2 separate regions of the Hordeum vulgare genome follow, and region 1 is linked to region 2. A link is a contact called in public Hi-C data. All regions are on one chromosome and are shown on one strand. The core of a region is the stretch at or near the end of the contact, and the rest is flanking DNA. Distances in the headings are between cores, read along the strand shown. Region 1 holds the start of LOC123426621 (chaperone protein ClpD2, chloroplastic). Region 2 holds the start of LOC123426618 (heparan-alpha-glucosaminide N-acetyltransferase-like).

Region 1 (3,446 bases), core at 732-3,231, 120 kb after region 2:
TTGGGCGCGCGGGGGAGCTCGGGGTCGAGCATTGAGGCTGTGGCGGCATGAACCAGAGGTGCATGCAAGGTCAGTGAGACCGCGGGGACGCGCCGGGGAGATAGGACAAACGAGAGGGTCCCGTGGCGCCACGCGTGTGAGCTCACCGGTTGGGGGGCTCGGGCGGCAGCGCGCACGCGGGAGGGGGCAGCAGGATGGGGGTGTTGCCCTGGCGTCTTGCGGACGTCGGGACGCTCCTCCTCGCGTGCTTGGGAAGTACGAGGTGGCCGCGCGGGCGAGGTCAACTCTCGGATGCTCTATGGCGCGCTCGAGAGCCCGACTTTGGCCAGCATAATTGCGCCACTGACGCGCTTTGGCGTGTCCACTTGTGTCCTAAAGCTGCAGGGGGAGTAAACTACTAGGAGAGGACCTTGGATGCCCTGGATGCTGGCCAAAGGATAGGGCAGGCTGAGAGAAAGGAAGAAAGATGTTGTCGAGGGGCAGCAAGTGGGTTTTTACCCATGCAATCATGGAGATTGCCATTGGGGTGGCTACTGGAGATGCCTTGGGCCTCACAGAAGTTATGGTAAAAAGTTGGAGTGAAGGAGAATATTTTGGGTGCCCTAGCAGCGATTTTGAAATTATGCCAGAAGGTGTTTGATGTTGTTTTGGGCAAGATCCCTTTGCCTAAGGGTGAAACTTAATAGGATGTAATTGCGGGTAAATAAGTTGGGATCACTAAGTTTGAGGTCATTTGAGCAAAGTTGGCAATGTAAACATAAAAATCCCAAAAATAGACATAATCAGATTCGTGTATACCTAGGTGAACAAATCAACTCTCACAAATACACAACTTGGTGTCGCATCCTTCTTTGGAGTCTAGATCTCCTCCGTAAAATTTGGGATCAAGTAGATAAACTTGGCATTGTAAAGTTGCTCAAATTTGGTTATGAATAGAGATGATATTTTGGGGTATTTAGATGGACGAAATCAACTTGGATTGAGATGAAACTTTGCAGGATCATCACATATATCATATGTGACTCGCTATAAGTTTCCTGAAATTTATTGAAAATATTTCCTATGAAAATATTTCAAAAGCTTGAAATAGTCAGAAAGGGTTTTGAGGTATTTTGTCCAATATTTTAAACGTGATCATGTGTTGAAACTATTATGTATGGAAAATATATGTCTAGTGAGTTTTCCTAAAAAAATCAAATATTTTTGAAGTAGTAAAATATTTGTTTCCTATGAAATACCATTTTTGGCCTCAGAAAAAGGTATTTAAATAAAATAGAAAAATAACTTTTAAAAATAATTATTTTATGGTTTTGGAAAACCTTTTTGATAATAGGTTCCAAATGAAATCTTTGGGGTAGAACATCTCTCCTAAATTGAGGACTTGTAATACAAATCTGAACTCAGTGGTTTTTAAAAGCTTAAAATAAATAAATGCCTTTGTATAAAAAATATATTTTATAAAAGTAGTTTCTAATTCTACTCACATGACATGATTATTGGACAAAGATTTGGGGTCAAACAAAGGAGTTCTTGAGAAAAGATTATTTTTTATGATTTAAAACACAATCAATCACATGCAAGTAACAACCAAATCAATCATCATAAGCATACAAAAAATATATTAATTAATTCTAAATTTTATAAAAGCATAATGTGGCAAAATGGTACAAACACATTCACAACAGTCCAAATGAAAGGACGCATATGGTGTTGGCGGATGCGCCCGACGGCGTATAGGGACAGATTTACCAAAGTCTGGTGTAGATACTGTTACCTTGGCCAGTGGCTACAAATGTGGGTAAATACCATCCATGCATGCATTTCCCCGGGAGTGCCCCACGCATTCGCATACGCATGAAACACGTTGCGAACCAGCCACTGTGTTGTGTCCAGTGCGGAACACGATGCCCGGAGCGGCACATTTGGGCCACCGGCGCGCGACGCAAACCTCCGCGCGCGGAAACCCGCACACATTGGCCACCGGCGCCCATCCTCCGCCCCCGACCGGCCATCCCGATCGGATAAACCCGCGTCACGCGCGCGCCACCAAAGAACACCACCCCCCCGCGCGGTGGAACACCGTACCTCGCCTCCCGACACAAGCAGATTCCTTTCCTTCCTTCCTCCTCCGCCGCACCGCAACGCATCTCCATCCACCACCGCGCCGCCGCGCCGGTCTCCCCACCCCGCCCTCCTTCCTTGCGTGCCGCCCGCAGGTCACTTCCTCCCCATGCAATCACTCGATTCCCGAGCGGCGGTGGCGCACAGCTAACCGCCTGGCTGCAGCTTTACTCTATTCCGTCTCGTGCAACTTTAAGGCCGCACCTTACAGCCGGTGCGAGCCCATAGTTTAATCCAACAGGAGGTGGAGGAGGAAGCATCCAATCACACACCGAACCGACGACGATGGAGGCGTGCTGCTGCTCCTCGTCAGCGGCGGCCCCGCCCGCCTCCATCCTCGCCACGGGCGCCGGCCTCCGCCGCCGCTTCTCCCCGGCGACGGTTGCGGCCGCCGCGTCGGGCGGTAGGGCGGTGGCGCTCGCGCACCCGCTCCGCGCCTCCTCCGGGACCCTGCTGGCGCCGCCGCCGCCTCGGCGGGGGCAGCAGCGGCGCGGGGCCGCGGGCCTCGTCGTCAGGGCGGTGTTCGAGCGGTTCACCGAGCGGGCAGTCAAGGCGGTGGTGCTCTCGCAGCGGGAGGCCCGCGGGATGGGGGACGAGGTCGTCGCGCCGCACCACCTGCTGCTGGGCCTCGTCGCCGAGGACCGGTCCGCGGCGGGGTTCCTCGCGTCGGGCGTCCGAATCGAGCGAGCCCGCGAGGCGTGCCGCGCCGCCGTCGGGAAGGGCGGGCCCGCTCAGGCCGCCACGGGGCTGGCCACGGACGTGCCCTTCTCTGGGGCCAGCAAGCGCGTGTTCGTCGCAGCCGTCGAGTTCTCCAGGAATATGGGGTGCAACTTTATCTCCCCGGACCACATTGCGCTCGGCCTCTTCGACCTGGACGATCCGACAACCAACAGCATCCTCAAGAGGTTGGTGCTGATGTTTTCCTGCTTCATTTCTCCAGAAGAGCTTGCAATTTGTGGTTTCATGTCGGCAAAAATGTCAACAGCTAAATAACGCATCAAACTTTCTCTTGATCGTCTAAACAATAAGCAACATTCGATTTTTTGAACTTTCAAAACGGGAAATGCAAATGAATTTATGTGAACTCCTCAAAGAAATGGGAATCCGATTAACTGTAAATTTAAAAAATGTTGTCCATCTGGCACTTGTAATTAAATGGGAATCCGATTAACTGGGTACTAGCTAATTAATGATGTTCATTGTAGCTTAGGAGTAGTTCCAGCTCAGCTAGCAAAGCAGGCTCTTACCCGAGTCAAAGGGGAGCTAGCGAAGGATGGCAGAGAGCCTCTGGGTTTGTCTTCTTTCAAATTGCGTGATAAATCCAC
Region 2 (3,576 bases), core at 526-3,025:
CGATCAATATTTTTAATACATGTTTAACATCTTGAAATATATGATCAAGATTTGTATACACATTTAACATTGTTTAAATACATGATCAACATTCTTTTATACATGTTGTATATTTTTTATACACCTTTTAATATACATGGGAACATATTTTTATACACAATTTAAAAAATACAAATGCTTGATTAACATTTTTTAAATACATGATCATATTTTTTCATACAAATTATACATTTTTCATATATACATGAGAAACATTTTTTCTATACATATTTAACAATTTTGAAATGCTTGATTAATATATTTTTTTAAAATTTGTGTAAGGTGTTTTTTGCAACATGTAGATTTGAAATATCTGAAAATATAAACATAAATAGAAAGGTAAAGACAAATTAATCAAAAAAAAAATTGTGGCATCCCTCGTGCATGGACCGGCCTAGTCTGGCTCTCGCCGCGAGGCTGGCGTATGCCTCGCTATAAGGCTGGCCATAGTGAAAGTAACTTAGGTAGTATCATATATTTGGAACTAGCAAACATGCTGATGTGACAGACAATTAAAGAGGAAAGAGAGGGTTAAAGTAACATAAGTAGATATTATAACATGATAAATGCTATGCTAGTATGTGTCATACATGTTAATAAATAAGGTCATCTATGATATTAATTTATGATACTATGCATTATGAAGGTAGTATCATACAATAGTATCATTTGCATGATACTACTACATGATACTTTCCACTATGGCCAGCCTAAGTAATAAGCTAGATATAAATGCCCCCTCCCCCATTGGGCGAGCATGAAAATAGTGCCAATAAGCGCAAAAGGCCAAAAGCATAGGGGGACCTCTCCACCTATTATTTCGTTCCGAGCTTCCAGATCAAACGCTTCTTTTGATGCGGGACGTTACTACCATATCACTACCAACACTAACGGACTTCGTCCCCGAAAAAGAAACAAGAAAAAACATCCAGCATGCAGCAAAATAAAAAAGCTTGATTTTGGTCTAAATACATGATCAACAAAATTCATACCAATTATGTATTTGTTATACATTTTTTCACACATGGTGAACATTTTCTTTATACACATTTTAAATTTTAAAATGGTCATTTTTTTTGAAACATGTATATTTGAAATAAAACATATTTATATATTTTTTAAACAAACAGGTTGTGGCATCCCGAACACCTGGGCCGGTCCAGTCTAGCGCTTGCCGTGGGTCTGGCCTATGTTTGGCTATAAGCAATAAGCAATAAGCAAAACAAAAACCCATGCTAGCACCAGGCCTAGGCCCCCTTGCCTTGGACTTGTCTCCGTCACTGTTAAAACGCGCCCTCCATTGGGCGAGCCTCAAAGCAATGGTAACAACGAACCGTCAAAAGGCCAAAAGCATTGGCGAGCCTTCCGTTCCGAACTTCCCGATCCAACCCTTCTTCCGACGCGGGACGTTACTATCATTATCATCATACCACTACCAGCAGTAACGAACTCCATCCTCAAATCAAAAAAAAAAAAAAAAAAAAAAAAACAAGAAAAGGCATCCAGCTCGCAGCAAAATAAAAGCTTGATTTCGATCCTCCATACCAAAGCAAAGCCCTTCCCCAATCAACAATAAAAACCCAAAGCAAAGCCGCGCCGTCTCATCCACAAACGCCACAGCAGCCCTGGCAGCGCTGTACTCCATTCCGATACGAAAGCATCTCTCCCATCCGTTCCGGACCCTGCTTGCTTTGAGAGAGAGAGCCAGTCCTTTAACGGCCACACCACTTCCAACCAGAACGAAAAGCCATATGTGGACGCACACGCGCCGATCAATCCTCGGCCCGGCAGGGAGATCCATCCGTCCATCGAAACGGCCGTCGGGCGAGGATCTGTACGGCCACCACACCCAAACGGAGCAAGACACAGACAGAGAGGGAGAGACCTTCCCCTCCAAAAAGATCGATCTCCTATCACGTAACGGTGTCAGGGCGTATACCGCGTGTATATATGCGCTCCGCCCCTCCACCACCACCGATCTCGCGCCAGCCGAGGTAACAACAACAACAAAACGATCCGACTCCTACTCCTACTCCCCGCCGAGGCCTCGCCAAGGAAGCCAGAGGGATACGCGCGGGACGGCGAGGAGGAGGAGGAACAACCAAGGCGAGTTGGTTGTGCCGTCATCAGGTGAGCGGGCGGGCGCCTTCCGTGCCGCATCGCCCCCCACACGCACGCGCTTGTTGCTTTCTCTGTTCCTGTTCCTCTCCCGCCGCGGGGGGAAAGCGGAGGTGACCCACCCATGGCGGCCAATGCAGGGGCGTGCGGCGGCCGGCGGACGGCGGCGGCCGGGATGGGCGTCTACGAGCTCGTCCGGACCGAGGACGCCGCGGGCCCCGCGATGGATCTGGAGGCCGGCCGCGGGCTCCCCCCGCCGCCGGCCAAGGCGCCTCCGGCGGCCGCGCAGCGGCTCGTCTCGCTCGACGTCTTCCGGGGAATCACCGTGCTGGTAAGCGCCAACAAATCCCGGCTTTTTTATTTCGTTTTCTGCTGGTACTATCACGCATCTTTTTCTCGCCCTTCTTTGCGATATTCCCGATATCTGATGCCCCAGTCGAATTGCTTTGCTTCCCGCGGGCTCCCTTCGTCCCCGACGGCCGCGATCGACTTCCACTGACACCCAAACATACATAGATGCTCCATGGATCATGATGCAGCATGCCATGCTAGCTACTCTACTCATTGCCGCCGGCCTTCTTCCCTTTTTCCCTTTTTGTCTGCACTTAAACTAGAGTATAACCAGAAGAAAGCAGAGTTGATTCAACCAACCACATGATCACTCTGTGCTAGTACAAGATTGATTTTTTGCTTCAGGGAATATTACTGCTGGCCAGCTAGCGAGGCCCGCCTGTACGTACGGGCCGGCATGGCAAGTTGCCTCTCTCAGTTATAGTCATTGCTGCCACAGCCGTATCATTGCCTTTGCCTGGGTGCCTCTTCTTCAACCTCCAGCTCCGAGTGCCTCTGTTTCCTACTACCATAGTCTCTGCTCTACCTCTAAAGATAGCCATTGTATTGTAGCCATGCATTGTGGTGACAACACAACACATCTCGACAGCGATTATAGAGATCATTAAACGGCAGTTATCCCACGCATCCTGATATGCTTCTTTACAACTGACGCCACAGGCCTGGCCCGTCAGATTATGAAGAGTTAATCCTCTCATCACCTGGCCGCCAAATGGGTTTCGAACCGTCGGTGCTCGGCCCACCGGCTCGCAATAGGAAAATACCCCTAGTTGCAAGCGTACGGAATTGAGTTTCACCAGCTCTTGGACCCGAGCCTGCACACGGCAGAATTCATGCATTGCTGATTTTTTTTTTAGTAGTATATACCTTGTGTTGCTGTATTGCTTCCGTACCTGACTCTGTTGGATACGAAAATAAAAGTGGAAAGAATGTCAACTCTAGCTCACCGGTCCATGTTAGATAAGTTGATGAGCGCATGTTATGCTCATAGTCGGTACTTAGAAAAGGATATCGTGTACGCGGCTGACATGATGCTAAGTTCTAATAGTGGTAGATCCCTCAAAATAA

The links. A called contact is a pair of places that touch in the nucleus more often than the background predicts.
Region 1: a contact with region 2 is called in a Hi-C map of seedling, with 4 times the contacts expected there. The contact joins the promoter of LOC123426621 here to the promoter of LOC123426618 in region 2. A contact is called at or near these places in 2 of 6 Hi-C or Micro-C datasets (leaf and seedling) and 1 of 1 datasets of contacts at active chromatin or transcription factors (embryo).

The regions. Positions count from the first base shown.
Region 1 is chr2H:453,701,152-453,704,597 of MorexV3_pseudomolecules_assembly, forward strand. LOC123426621 (chaperone protein ClpD2, chloroplastic) reads left to right here and starts at 1,982. Exons shown (of 12, transcript XM_045110482.1): 1 at 1,982-3,026; 2 at 3,327-3,446. The coding sequence starts at 2,407.
Region 2 is chr2H:453,577,397-453,580,972 of MorexV3_pseudomolecules_assembly, forward strand. It overlaps LOC123426618 (heparan-alpha-glucosaminide N-acetyltransferase-like), which reads left to right and starts at 1,776. Exons shown (of 13, transcript XM_045110481.1): 1 at 1,776-2,169; 2 at 2,298-2,488. The coding sequence starts at 1,791.